Linked DNA regions of Sus scrofa: region 1 is linked to region 2. A link is a contact called in public targeted proximity ligation data. All regions are on one chromosome and are shown on one strand. The core of a region is the stretch at or near the end of the contact, and the rest is flanking DNA. Distances in the headings are between cores, read along the strand shown. Region 1 overlaps SPIDR (DNA repair-scaffolding protein). Region 2 overlaps SPIDR (DNA repair-scaffolding protein).

Region 1 (6,826 bases), core at 2,924-5,423, 160 kb after region 2:
CCTCTACCCTAAATTGTAGGACAAATGCAATAGGGCATAATGTCAAGTGACTGAAATCTCAAGTTTGGAGTTCCTGTTGTGGCACAGCGGAAACAAATCCGACTAGGAACCATGAGGTTTCGAGTTCAACCCCTGGCCTCGCTCAGTGTGTTATGGATGCAGCGTTGCCATGAGCTGTGGTATAGGTCACAGATGCGGCTCAGATCTGACGTTGCTATGGTTGTGGTGCAGACAGGGAGCTGTAGCTCCAATTAGACCCCTAGCCCGGGAACCTCCATATGCCGCAGGTACAGCCCTAAAAAGCAGAAAAAAAAAAAAAAAAGAAAAAGAAAGAAAAGTTAAGACATATAATCACCATCCTGTATTTGCCAACTCTCGTTTCCACTTGGCCTCTGTGGGTACAGCCAAGAAGGACGGCTGTCTCAGGTCCTTTGTGTGATCTGATATATAGAACTGGGACCTGGGACTCCCAAACAAGCAGAGGCCTTGACTGCAGTGCTTTTCAAAAGAGAACTTCTGTCAACATTTAGGATTAACTGTGTTCCAAGCCAATGACAACAGAACTCTACTAAAAAATCTATTCAAGGAAATCGGTCTGAGACCACTATGCCGCATTCTCATCACCAGATATCTATAAAATAGTCACACTAAGAGTTAAGTGTCTTAAAGTGAAAATAAGTTAAAAAAAATGCTAATTCTAACTACCCCAAGTTAGAGAGATTACAGAAAAGTTATTGTGATTATGAGTTAATGATGCAGAGAAAACTCAAAAAGGGGTATATGTGTGTGTGTATGTGTATGTATCATACATCCTAACTTCTTAAATGTTAATAATGATGAGCAGGACTAAAACCCATAAAAAAGAAAGGAACATATAACATGAAAATAAAATCTTTAAAATTTTCCTACTGAAAATACAATGGTCAGAAAGTGCTCTTGAACTGAGAAATTCCTAGGAGACAATCTAAGCCATTCCACGTTCAGAGACAATTACAGAGAGAACAAATGTGAATGTATTTAATCATTTTCTCTTCACAAGCCTGCTGTGGGGTAGATATAAGGAAATCTTAGCCTAAAATCTTAATCTTTTTTTCATTTTTAAGATTTTTGGTCTCTTTTGGGCCGCACTCGCAGCACATGGAAGGTCCCAGGCTAGGGGTCGAATCAGAGTTGTAGCCACTGGCCTATGCCACAGCCACAGCCAATGCCAGTTCTGAGCTGTGTCCACGACCTATACCACAGCTCATGGCAATGCCTGAGCTTTAATTACTGAGCAAGGCCAGGTATCAAACCTGTGTCCTCATGGTTACTACTCAGATTGGTTTCTGCTGAGCCAAAACAGGAACTCCCTTAAATCTTAAAGTAAGAAAGTCTGTGTGAGGTCCTGTCTCCTCCCACCACAGAAAAACAGGCCAAACTGTGCAGTGAACGTACACTGCAAATCTATCACTTTTTACATACTTACCTGTGGAAAAAATACAATAATCTCTCAATATTTCTTTCTTTTTTGTGTGTGTGTCTTTTTTTGCCTTTTCTAGGGCTGCACCTGTGGCATATGGATGTTCCCAGGCTAGGGTTCTAATGGGAGCTATAGACGCCAGCCTACGCCACAGCCACAGCAATGCAGGATCCGAGTTGCGTCTGTGACCTACACCACAGCTCACAGCAACGCCAGATGGTTAACCCACTGAGCAAGGGCAGGGATTGAACCCGCAACCTCATGGTTCCTAGTCAGATTTGTTAACCACTGAGCCATGACGGGAATTCCTCAGTATTTCTTTCTTTAAAATTAAAAAAAAAAAAAAAAAAAAAAGGGAGTTCCCATGGTAGCACAGTGGAAATGAATCCGACTAGTACCCATGAGGATGCAGGTTTGATCCCTAGCCTCGCTCAGTGGGTTGGGGATCCAGCACTGCCATGAGCTGTGGTGTTGGTCACAGATACACCTCAAACCCCACATTGCTGTGGCTGTGGCGTAGGATGGCAGCTATAGCTCCAATTTGACCTCTAGCATGGGAACTTCCAAATGCTGTAGGTGTGGCCCTAAAAAAGCAAAAAAAATTTTTTTTAATTAAAAAAAACAAGTCTGCCCAAATCCCAGTTTACCTGTTAATATAATCTGATAAATAAGGACAGCAATTCTTACTGGGGTAAGGAACAGAGACCATCAGAATAAAATACATGTAAGCCACATACATTTTAGTGAGCAAATACTCATAAATCCATGGAATCACAGGTAAGCATGTTTACATTTAATGCTCTCTAACATCATTTACTGATCTTTAAGCAGCTTTAAAACCTTATAATTTCAGCACATAAGAAATCTTTCCTTTCTTTCTCATCTCTTCCTATTTTCTTCCCCAATTTTTTTTCAGAACTCCAAATTCTGTATTTCATATTTCTTTCTTATAAGTGAAAAACAAAACAAAAGCACATATTTTTAGAAATGAGTCTGAGGCTCTTTGTGTTTTCCACTTTAGAAATTCAGCTGAATAAAAGAACCAGAAATCATATGGTGAGAAAAACAAATGTTATCTTGCTCCATCATACCACGAAAAGAATGTAACCTATAATCAAAGTGAAATGAAGGAAAAAAGAAGAGAAAGGAAAGAAGTCTGACTTAAGCAAATGTCCTCATTCACGAAGACCCTGGCCCTTAAGAAACTTCATTCTAGTTGGGGAGAAAGGCAGATAAGGCAATGACTATTGGGAGCTACGACAAAGGGCACAATGGAAGCAGGAAGAATGCTATGGTGGTGTAATTCCCAAACCTTAACTTTCAACTAACACTACAGCATGCCTCTTGAGCAGAAGGGGAAGTAAGCAGTATATTCCTTTCAACATTTAACAATATAAGGCATTCTGAGAAATTTACATATATCCAATCTACTTTAAAAATACTTAATATTGGAGTTCCCATCCAGGCACAGCAGAAATGAATCCGACTAGAAACCATGAGGTTGCGGGTTCCATCCCTGGCCTTGCTCAGTGGGTTAAGGATCTGGCATTGCCGTGAGCTGTGGTATAGGTCACAGATGTGGCTTGGATCCAGCGTTGCTGTGGCGTAGGCCGGCAGCTGTAGCTCCGATGAGAATCCTAGCCTGGGAACCTCAAAAAAAAAAAAAAAAAAAAAAACCTTAATATCATTCAAAGGTCCTTGGTAAAGTGATAAATTAGTATTTTTGCCAAGATTTGATGGGAAAAAAATTTCTTCTGTTCAAGCTTTATTGAAAGCCCAGCCAAAATAACCCATGCAGAAAAATACCCCAAAGAAATGTTTATATTATAGCTTTTGATAACATGTTTGGTTTTAAATCCTTAATATTAAGTCTATAAAAGCACTTTTGTGACTTATTTGCTTCATTTGATTATTTTTTATGATATGAAATAGATTCCCAGACCTAAATACCCATCATCACAAGTCTGACCTGTAACATGACCGTTACCCATTAACTGACCAGGCTGTTAGTACTTGGTGAGCAGCTGAGGACAAGGCATCAAATTCCAGAAAGGCATTAATGAATAAGACAGTGATTGATCACAAAAAAAGAAATATTACTGGACTTTAGCCAAAAAAAATCACATATTAATACAGACACCAATACAAGCCTTCTTTAAAACTTTTATCAGTATCAACACAAACTTAATCAGCTTAAACACTGCAATGAATAGGGAAAAATGTTATCTTCTGCAATGAATAGGGAAAAACATATCTTACCTTATAACTAGTGAGCTATAAGATATGGTTGCTCATTTACATATATGCAAATTTAGTATTTTTAGAAAAATTTATTTACACATGTATAATTTTCAGGCAAAACTGATCCAACCTTTAGCTTTATGCATACTTACTGCATTTTTTTTTTTTTTTTACTTACTGCATTTTTAATACAACAGAGGCAATACATTTCTGTAACTGGAAAACAAAGATGGTAAGTGAGGAAAAAACCAAGACCCTAAGAAAGAACCATTCATTCCAACGCATGAAAGGATGAATAAAAGCCTTAAAGATGGATATATCTTGACAGTCTTTTTCTTACTTCTAATTGATCTTTTCTAGCTTTAATTTGCATATGTGACTGAGAGAAGCACTTTCTGACTACTGTGTGTTTTCTTCAGTGGTATAAAGCAATACAGCACATAACACCAGAGTGCATGTAGTGCCTACTAGATTCTCCTCTGGCATGGTTCAGAGAGCAGTGAAATTTTACCAATTCAGGCGTGGAGAGTCAACAAGCAGGCAAGGTGACATCAAAAGCAATGTTTGTATATGAAGCCATAAAAACTATATTCTTGAAAGACAAAAGTATTAATAATCTTATTTAAAACAATTAATTCTCCAGACCCACCTAACATGACAAGACAAGAGGAGTGTTTCTCACTCAGTTCAGAACCTACACTGAAACTCATCTGAATGAACTTGACCCTGGGTGGCAGCAAGCCAGAAATCTTCGTCACTGAATGACTTAACAGAACACTGTGTTCTTGGCACAAGCACAAGAAAAGGTGTTGAAATTCATGCTAAAAAGAATCTCAGCTTTCATTTTAAATAAGTTTTTTAAATATGATGATAAAAGATACTTTATATAAGGACTTTTCACTGTTTGGTATATTTTTAAATCAGGTAATTTTTTTACTCCTACTCCATCTGGTTCACTTTCAATACTTCCTGGAACAATCAAGAAAATCCCCCTTCCCCGGTCCCCAGCACTGTGATTCCCTGCTCTGGCCCTCCCCTGTACCTCCTCCTCTAAGGATATACCTGGAAAATTCCAATGTGCCCTGCACTGGCATGGTAGGGAGGGACAGCAAGTAAAGCCAGAAACAATGTATTGACTCACTTCCGCAGAGAGCCCTGGAGAAAAATGTGGGCCATAGATTAGTCCTCTCACGCAATGCAGTTAGAACAGGCAAGAGGTAGTAAAGTTATGTCATTCTCATACAGGTTACGTTAACTTATCCACAAAGCTAAGATGCAAATGAGAAGGCAAGGAAAACACAATTTAGCAGAGTCTATTTACTTTCTTCGAGAAAAAAAAGACACTAGTCTTTTCTCTTAGTTTTTGCCATCCTCTTCTCCCACTCCAGAAATGCCATCCTTGGTATAACACTAGGGTAGCTCATCCTCATGAACTACTGCATTTACAATCCTTCCTACTCTGGGGGAAACCCACACAAGTCCTAGAGTGCTCAGAGTGAACAAGATTCAAACAACAAATATTCTGCAGTCTACACCGGCAGAAATTGACAACGAAACGACAGATGTTTGTTTACTCACCCTTAAACCCTTTAAGTTTTAGTCTTAATTCTTTACTTAGCCTTAATTCTTTTTCAGATTTCTCATATCAGCACATATTCAATGTCTAGGTCAAAGCAAACAGGCATATAAAGCCTCTAACTCTGATACTGACACTGTTGTGCCTAGACTCCAGAAAAAGACCGAACCACATAGTCAAAGGATTGTTCTCAACACAGTAAAATGTTAAGGATTCTTTTAAAATTATACTTTAAAACTTACCCCTTCAAAAGTATAGTCATCTGTTCATAATTATTTCAAGTTATGTTTAAGATAAGTTTTAAGTAATATTAACAAGGAGGTCAAAGGAAAAGAATTTAAATATATATGGTTTACCTTCAAATAAAAGCTTTTTTCATTCAATTACGATTTGCTCACATGAATGTTAAAACTAATCTAGTTAGAACGAGTAAGAGGTAAGTAAAGTGATGTCGTTCTTAACACCAACTGATAACTAAGGATATATGGACCAAAACTGAGTCTACAAATAGGTCTAGGCTTACAATTTTGCTATAATTAAAGTCATCTCTATTGTGTATTTCTAAGACACTTAACCAACAAATAAAAAGTCTGTTCATTTTATTAATGTTATGTAAAATATCATTTATATTATACATCATTTTCTAGAAGGATATATACTTTCTTATGGTGTTCCACAGTATTACATAAAGCACTTCAACAATTTACACCTTGGCATAAAAATTATGAAAATTCTATGTAAAGATCACCTGATAATCCTTGAGAAACTATCCCACCTACACAAAATGACAGAGATGACCTTTGAGGGTATGTGTGTCTATGACTATATACCTATCTATGAAGGCAGTGCTTACAAAACATACATGAATATAAAGATAATGGCAACTTCAATTAAAAGAAGAGTTGTAAATGTCAGGAGTATTTTTTTAACTTTCCATTTTGATACAATTTTAGACATATAGAAGAGCTACAAAAATAATATGTAGTTTCTAAGGGGTCTTCCCTCAGCTTTCCCTAATGTTAACCTTTTACATAACCATGGTACAACTGGGAAAACAAAAACTAACATAGAAACAAATACTATTAAACTAAAAGCTTTAGTCAAATCCCTCCAATTTTTCTGTTTTAGGACCCAATCCAGGATCTCACATGGCATTTAACTGTCATAATCTCCCGATTCTCTTCCCATCTGTGATGGTTCCTCTTTCCTCATCTTTCAAAGTTGGCACCTTTGAGAAGTACTGTTGAGGTACTTTGTAGAATGTCTCTCAATGTGGACTTGTGTAATATTTTCTCATGATTAGATAGAGGTCAGGACTTCATGGTGGTGTGCCCTCAGTTCATCACATCAAAGAGTACATAACATCAATGTCTTATTAGTAACACTGATAACTGGTTAAGGGAGTGATGTCTAGGGTTCAATATGCACAGTTACTATTTTCACCTGTATCATCAATAAAGGGGGTATATTTTAAAGTCATACAAATATATCCTGTTTCTCATTAAGTTTTACCTACTGATTTTAACATTCAAAGGTGGATCTTATTATTC
Region 2 (6,794 bases), core at 3,161-5,660:
GACCCCTATCCTGGGAATCTCCACATGCCAAGGGAGCGGCCCTAGAAGAGGCAAAAAGACAAAAAAAAAAAAAAAAAAAAAAGAAAAAGAAAAAAGAAAAAAAAAAGTATACTAATGGCCAAGCTGTATATGAAAAGATGCTCAATGTCATTAATCCTGAGGGAATGTAAATTAAAGCCATAATGAGATACCACTTCACATCTACTAGGATGGCTAGAGTAAAAGAGTCAATCATAAGTGTTGCTGAGGATGTGGAAAAACTGGAGCCCTCATACATTGCTGGTGGGAATGTAAAACAGTACACGTTCTTTGGAAAACAGTTTAGTTCCTCAAAGAATTTTTAAAAAGGGTTATCATATGACCTAGCAATTCTACTCCTAGATATATACTTAAGAAAACCATGAAAAATTACATCCACAGAAAAAAAACTTGTATGCAGATGTTCATAGCACTATTCCTATTAAAGTAGAAGCCACCTAGATGTTCATCAATTGATGGATAAACAGATAAACTAAATATGGTCCATCCATACAATAGAATCACTCAGTCATAAAAAGACAAGTGCTGACATATGTCACGACATGGGCGAACCTTGAAAATACAGGAAGTGAAAGAAGCCAGTCATTAAAGACCACATATTGTATGGTGCCATTTATAGGAAATGTCCAAAACAGGCAAATCCACAGAAACAAAAAGTAGATTAGTGGTTACTGTGGCTAGGAGAAAGAGGAGTTAGTAGTCAATTGGTATGGGGTTTCTTTTTGAGGTCACAAAAATGTTCTAATATTATCATATGGTTATGACTGCACAGTTTTGTAAATATAAAAACTGTTGACCTGTACATTTTGGAAAGGAAAATGTTTACATGTGAATTACATATTGATAAAGCTCTTTAAAAAAGAGGTAGAAATAAGATAGATTCCTTCAGCTTCTTTTCAGTTGAGTTCTTATTTCTACATTTCTTTGTATACGTATTAAAGAACAGCAAGGATTAGATCTATAATTCAATGGGCTTGATACTATTTTACCCTTCAGTATTTCAGACTGTGAATAGGAAGAATGGCAAGGAATTCAAAATATCTGGGTGTCAATTAGTAGGATTACTAGTAATGAGACAGTACTGAGAAAAATACAGGGCTAAATGACCTTGGGATATCATAAGGACCACCAAGAGCTGTTTTAAAGAAGAAATAAGCAAAAGTTAAGAGCTGGGAAGCTGAAACTAAAGGGTTTATTTAAGACTCAGGGGAGCTCTCATTGTGGCTCAGCAGGTTAAGACCCTGACTAGTATCCATAAGGATGTAGGTTTGATCACTGGCCTTGCTCAATGGAATGGGTTAAGGATCTTGCATTGCCAGAGGCAGCTCAGATCTAGCACTGCTGTGTCTGTGGTGTAGGCCAGCAGCTTCAATGCCAATTTGACCCCTGGCCTGGGAACTTCCATATGCTGCAGGTGCAGCCCTTAAAATAAATAAATAAATAAATAACTAAACAAATAAATAAATAAGAGAGAGAGAGACAAAAAGAGAGAGACTTATGAACCACAGAGCTAATGATTAAGAGATAATGTAAATTTACCAAGAGCACACAGGGAAGAAAAACCTAAGGAATGGGTTATGACATCATTTACGAGGATATGTTAAAAAATGATGCTCTGCTCTTATATCTTTGCATCACAATAAAATACTGAAATCACTGGAGAAGAGTGATTGCAACTTTTCTACAACATGGAGAGGAGATGTTTCAGAAAAAAAAGCACAAGTTATGATAATAACCTTATGAAAATGTGCTGCTGAGTAGGTCAATGCAATCACCACACAGGTAGGGTGCAGCAGACACAAAAGAAGAGCAGGTGGGATGGCCTGTGTGCCTCTGTGAGGAAGCCTTGTTGTCCTCCCTTGGGCCTCTCTCACCACTGACACGTATGGACTGGTGTTCTTTCTGTAGGGAGAATGCCATGTCATTCCACGTCCATACATACAAAAACGGAACATGAATCCAGCAAATCATTTCACCAAGTAACAGAAAGAAAGTGAAAACTCATAAGATCTGCAGATGTGGCTGGTGTGCACACAGCTGACAACCTTCTTTTCAAAAGAACTCTAGCAGCTGGAGACAAGATTTGTTCTCTAATGTCCAAGCACACACACACAGGCCTCTGATTTTCTCACTCAATACCTGTCACCTCCTCATTCTGCATTTCCACTACCAAGAGTCTGGGATGTCTTCAACTGCTCTAGATAAAGCAAAACTAGACCGTTGTAGTTACCAGTACCATCCAATACTGGGTGCAGCACTAAGGCCGTTGTTTGAAATGTATTTATTACAGAGGAAACTTCTATACTTCCATCATTTAGAGGCAGCGTTCACTGTTGACAGATGAATATACATAAATGTTCATTTTCTAAAGTAAACAGGCACCAACTCCTTGCTGATGAAGAGGCAAGGACAAGGGTGGTCAAAAGCATGGAAGTAAGGAGTTCCCACTGTGGCTCATCAGTAACAATCCCTGGCCTCGATCAGTGGGTTAAGGATCTGGCATTGCTGTGAGCTGTGGTATAGGTCACAGATGCAGGTTGGATCCTGTGTTGCTCTGGCTGTGGTGTAGGCCAGAAGCTGCAGCTCCGATTCGACCCCTAGCCTGGGAACTTCCACATGCCGCATGGCAGCCTTTAAAAGAAAAAAGCATGGAAGCAAAACCACTTCAGTCAAGCTTCCCCTACAGCCAGAAAACAGATGCCAAACCAACACAAATGTTGATTCATAACTTGATGTCTTTTCTTTGCGTTTAGGTTTCTATTACTTTACAAAGTTGTTTGTTAGTATTTTACAATTTTTGCAAATTCATGCTTGCTTGCTTTTTTTTTTTTTTTTTTTTTATATATATATATGGCTACACCTACAGCATATGGAAGTTCCCAGGCTAGGGGTGGAATTGGAGTTGTAGCTTCCAGCCTGCACCACAGCCATAGCAACACCAGATCCAAGCCACGTCTGTGACCTACACTACAGCTCATGGTAGTAACAGATCCTTAACCCACTGAGCAAGGCCAGGGATCAAACTTGTGTCCTCATGGATACTAGTCAGGTTCCTTACTGCTGAGTCATGTTGGGAACTCCCCATGCCTGCTTCTAAAGAACAAGTGAGCCACCTTCTACTGAGTGCTATTAGTATATGGAAGCGTCATGGTAAATGCTTTACATACATGATCTCATTTAATCTTCACCCATGAACCTGTATTATGGGAATTATTATAATTCCAATTTCACAAATAGGAAATATAATTTGCTCCAAGTCTCCCCGCTAAGTTGCAGAGCTGGAGTCAGCGTGTGAACCAAGACTAGTCTGATTCCAGAGTTTTGGTTATTTCCATTGATGGCCTGCCTCTACCTCAATGAACTTTCAAAAGACAAATGGTATTTGTCTTTGTCTGACTGACTTCACTTAGTATGACCATCTCTAGGTTTGTCCAGGTTGCTGCAAATGGCAACATTTTATGGCTGAGTAATATTCTACTGCACATACATATTACATCTTCTTTACCCATTCATCTGTTGACACACACTTAGGTTGCTTCCAAGTCTTAGGTATTATAAATACTACTGCTATGAACACTGGCTATAAATCTAAAAAATTATACAAATGAACTTATTTACAAAACAGAAACAGAATCACAGGCATAGAAAACAAACTTATGGTTACAAAGGGGAAAGGGGGGGAGGGATAAATAGAGTTTGGGATTAACAGATACATACCATTTTATATAAAAGATAAAAAAACGAGGACCTACTGTACAGCACAGGGAACTATATACAATGTCTTATAATAAGCCATAATGGAAAAAACATGAAAATGAATATATATGTATATATAACCAAATCACTTTGCTGTACATCTGAAACTAACACAATATTGTAAATCAACTATACATCAGTTAAAAAGAAGGGAAAGGAAAAAGAAAGAAAACTGGTACCTCTATTAAGAGCGAGAACTAGAATGCCTGGACTGTGGTTATGCTGTGCTGTGAGTGCTGGGCATCCCCAATACCCTCTGTACAGACAAAACCTTGCTCTCGAAACCTGCCTACACGCCCTGCTCCCAGTCATGCTTCTACACACCCCCTACCCCCAGCAACTCCGGTGCACAAAGCTACCGAGGAACTTGTTTCAGCCTTCAGCTTATGAGGCATCCCTGTGGCACTGTGTTAGCCACCCTCTTTCACACATGGAGGTCCCGCCACTGTAAGTGCCTGCCACAATGACCTGGCTTTCCTTGTGCGTCATGCCCTTCCTCTCCAGTTCCCTCTGTAGTCCCTCTTCCTCCCATTCTCCAGTGCTAGATGACCTGACATGGTGATGTGACATTTCCCTAATGTGACCTCACCCATTGCCCTGGCTGTGACATGGCAGCTCTGAAGGGGGCACAGGGTGGGGCAGCAGGTACTGCCTGTAGCGAGGAAGCTGTTATCTGCCTCTCACAGTACACGCCCTCCAGTGCCTTTGGAACTTAGCACCATGGACAAATGCAACCTATTCAAACTAGCCCTCAAGACAAATCCACATACAAATATACATACTGCCAGCTATAGGCTGAAAACCCCCAAATATTTATCTCCAACTTAAAATCCTTCTCTGAATGTGAGATTTGTACATAAAGACATTTCTCATGTGACATCTTTTCTTAGATCTCAGGAATCTCAAACTAAATATGCCCCAAACTGAATTATCAGTTTCCCCTCCAAACCAGTTTTTCTCATCAGTAAACAGCAATCATTCAACCAAGCAATCAAACTGAAAATCACTTTTTGTTTTTTGGATTTTTTTGTTTTTTTTGTTTTTGCTTTTTAGGTCCGCACCTGTGGCCTATGGAGGTTCCCAGGCCAGGGGTTGAATCGGCGCTGCAGCTGCTGGCCTACACCACAGCCACAGCAATGCAGGATCTGAGCCGCGTCTGTGACCTACACCATAGATCATGGCAACACCAGATCTTTAACCCACTGAGCAAGGCCAGGGATTGAAACTGCATCCTTATGGCTCCTAGTCTGATTAATTTCCGCTGAGCCATGATGGGAACTCTGAGAATCACTTTTTGTTTTTGTGCTTCAATAATGTTTTATTTATTTTTAAATTTTGTAATTATAGTTGATCTCTTAATGCTTCCTTCTATCTTACCCCTCACCCAGCCCTTTACCAAGTCACTACATACCATCAGAAACACTGTCTCCATTTCCCTTGGTGTCACATGGGGCTCAGGAGCCTCTGGACAACAGCAAGACCCTCTTCCTGGGTCTCTGCTTCCCCTGGGGTCCTGCCCCATGAGCATAGCTAAAGTTGTCTGCTGGACTGGTAAACCTTATTTGGGGTTAGGTGGTGGCCACGGCAAACACTGCAGTTCCTGTATGTGGCCTGTGAGGTTGTGGCCACCCTAAATCTGGGTTCTCTGCTGGCTTCTCCATCCCGGCCACTCTGCCATCTCCCACCTGTCTAGGAACTATCAAAGGTACTTCCTCTTGTGGATGCAATTCTCTTTCATCTGATTTTCACCTAACATCCATTTATCTTTCAAGTGTCACTTAAGTAGTACTTTCTTAAAATACTCATGCTTGAATCCCCAAACTAAATTCTGTCCCTTCTCCAGTGGTCTCATAGTGCCCTACTTTTTATTATCAGAGCACTGATCACAGCTTAAACTCATAAATTGTTTTGTCTGGGAATCCCTCAGCAGACTATGCTCCATGAGCACAGGATGATGCCTGGTTTAGTCAACTATGCAGACCCAGAACCTGACCCAGGACAACAGCGGATTTTTTTTTTAATTGAAAAAAGGAAGAAATATGATATAAGAGACTTCCTAAAGAAAGAGTCAAAAGATGAAAAGAGAATAAAACATCATGACATAGAGAAACGAAAATGTGCTTTTTTCCCTGAGTTCAGCTCAATGAATTTCCATAAAATTAAAATGCAAGATAATTAGAAAACCGTTAAATAGGAAGGTTCTGTCCCTGCAGGCTTTTGACCACTGGGTAAGTTCTATGAATTCAATGCCCTCACAAAAGACTAACTCCCCCATAAGAAATATCTCTTCAATGATAGGCTAGAAAGAATGTGTGTCCCTGAGGGATAAAATTAAATTATTTGTCCCTAAGTTACATACCTCAAGGAGAAAGGACATAAAGGTTTCAGGAAGGGAGGAAGAGAGGCAATGTTCACGGGCGATCACCAGGGACTGGGAACAAAGTCGTTTTGTCTAGACTCTACTCTGTTGGCAGGGAGAGAGTCACTAGGGAATCCAATTACCTGTCTTTGCCTTAGTTTCCTTCACTATAAACTGTCTCCAAGACTAGTGCTCCATTTTGGCTAAAAAAGCCTATGGCCTTATTAGTCATGCACTTATCTAATATTCATCCAACATGCAGTGGATTTAGATAAAGGTATATTTTGGCTTTGAACAGACTAACTTGCTTAATGTTTAGGGAGTGTCCTCTGGACTGGTTTTTTGTTACCTTTGATTTTAGTGATTTATAAAACTTGGGTTCATGTTGGTTACTGTGACCTACAACACCTTGAGAAACTGAGCAGAAGTGGTTTCTTTCATAACCCAAGTTAAAGGAAATCATCCAGAAAAACAATGGACAGGAGACTCTTACATACTACATTTCTGAAATCTAAAGTATATTTCTGATGATGTTTCACAGCTCAGAGGACATGAGTCTTTTGACAGAATCTATCCTAGCCTCTTCAGGACTGGCAGGTTTCAAATTTCCTTTCATTTCAAAGCTGACAAAAATTGGGTT

What was found.
Region 1: a targeted proximity ligation map of alveolar macrophages shows a contact between it and region 2. A contact is called at or near these places in 1 of 47 Hi-C or Micro-C datasets (skeletal muscle) and 2 of 2 datasets of targeted methods (alveolar macrophages and skeletal muscle).

What each region holds. Positions count from the first base shown.
Region 1 is chr4:80,139,273-80,146,098 of Sscrofa11.1, forward strand. All of the region lies in intron 5 of SPIDR (DNA repair-scaffolding protein), which reads right to left. Among named protein-coding and RNA genes, the nearest start is that of SPIDR, 48 kb to the right of the region's middle.
Region 2 is chr4:79,978,226-79,985,019 of Sscrofa11.1, forward strand. All of the region lies in intron 10 of SPIDR (DNA repair-scaffolding protein), which reads right to left. Among named protein-coding and RNA genes, the nearest start is that of CEBPD, 110 kb to the left of the region's middle.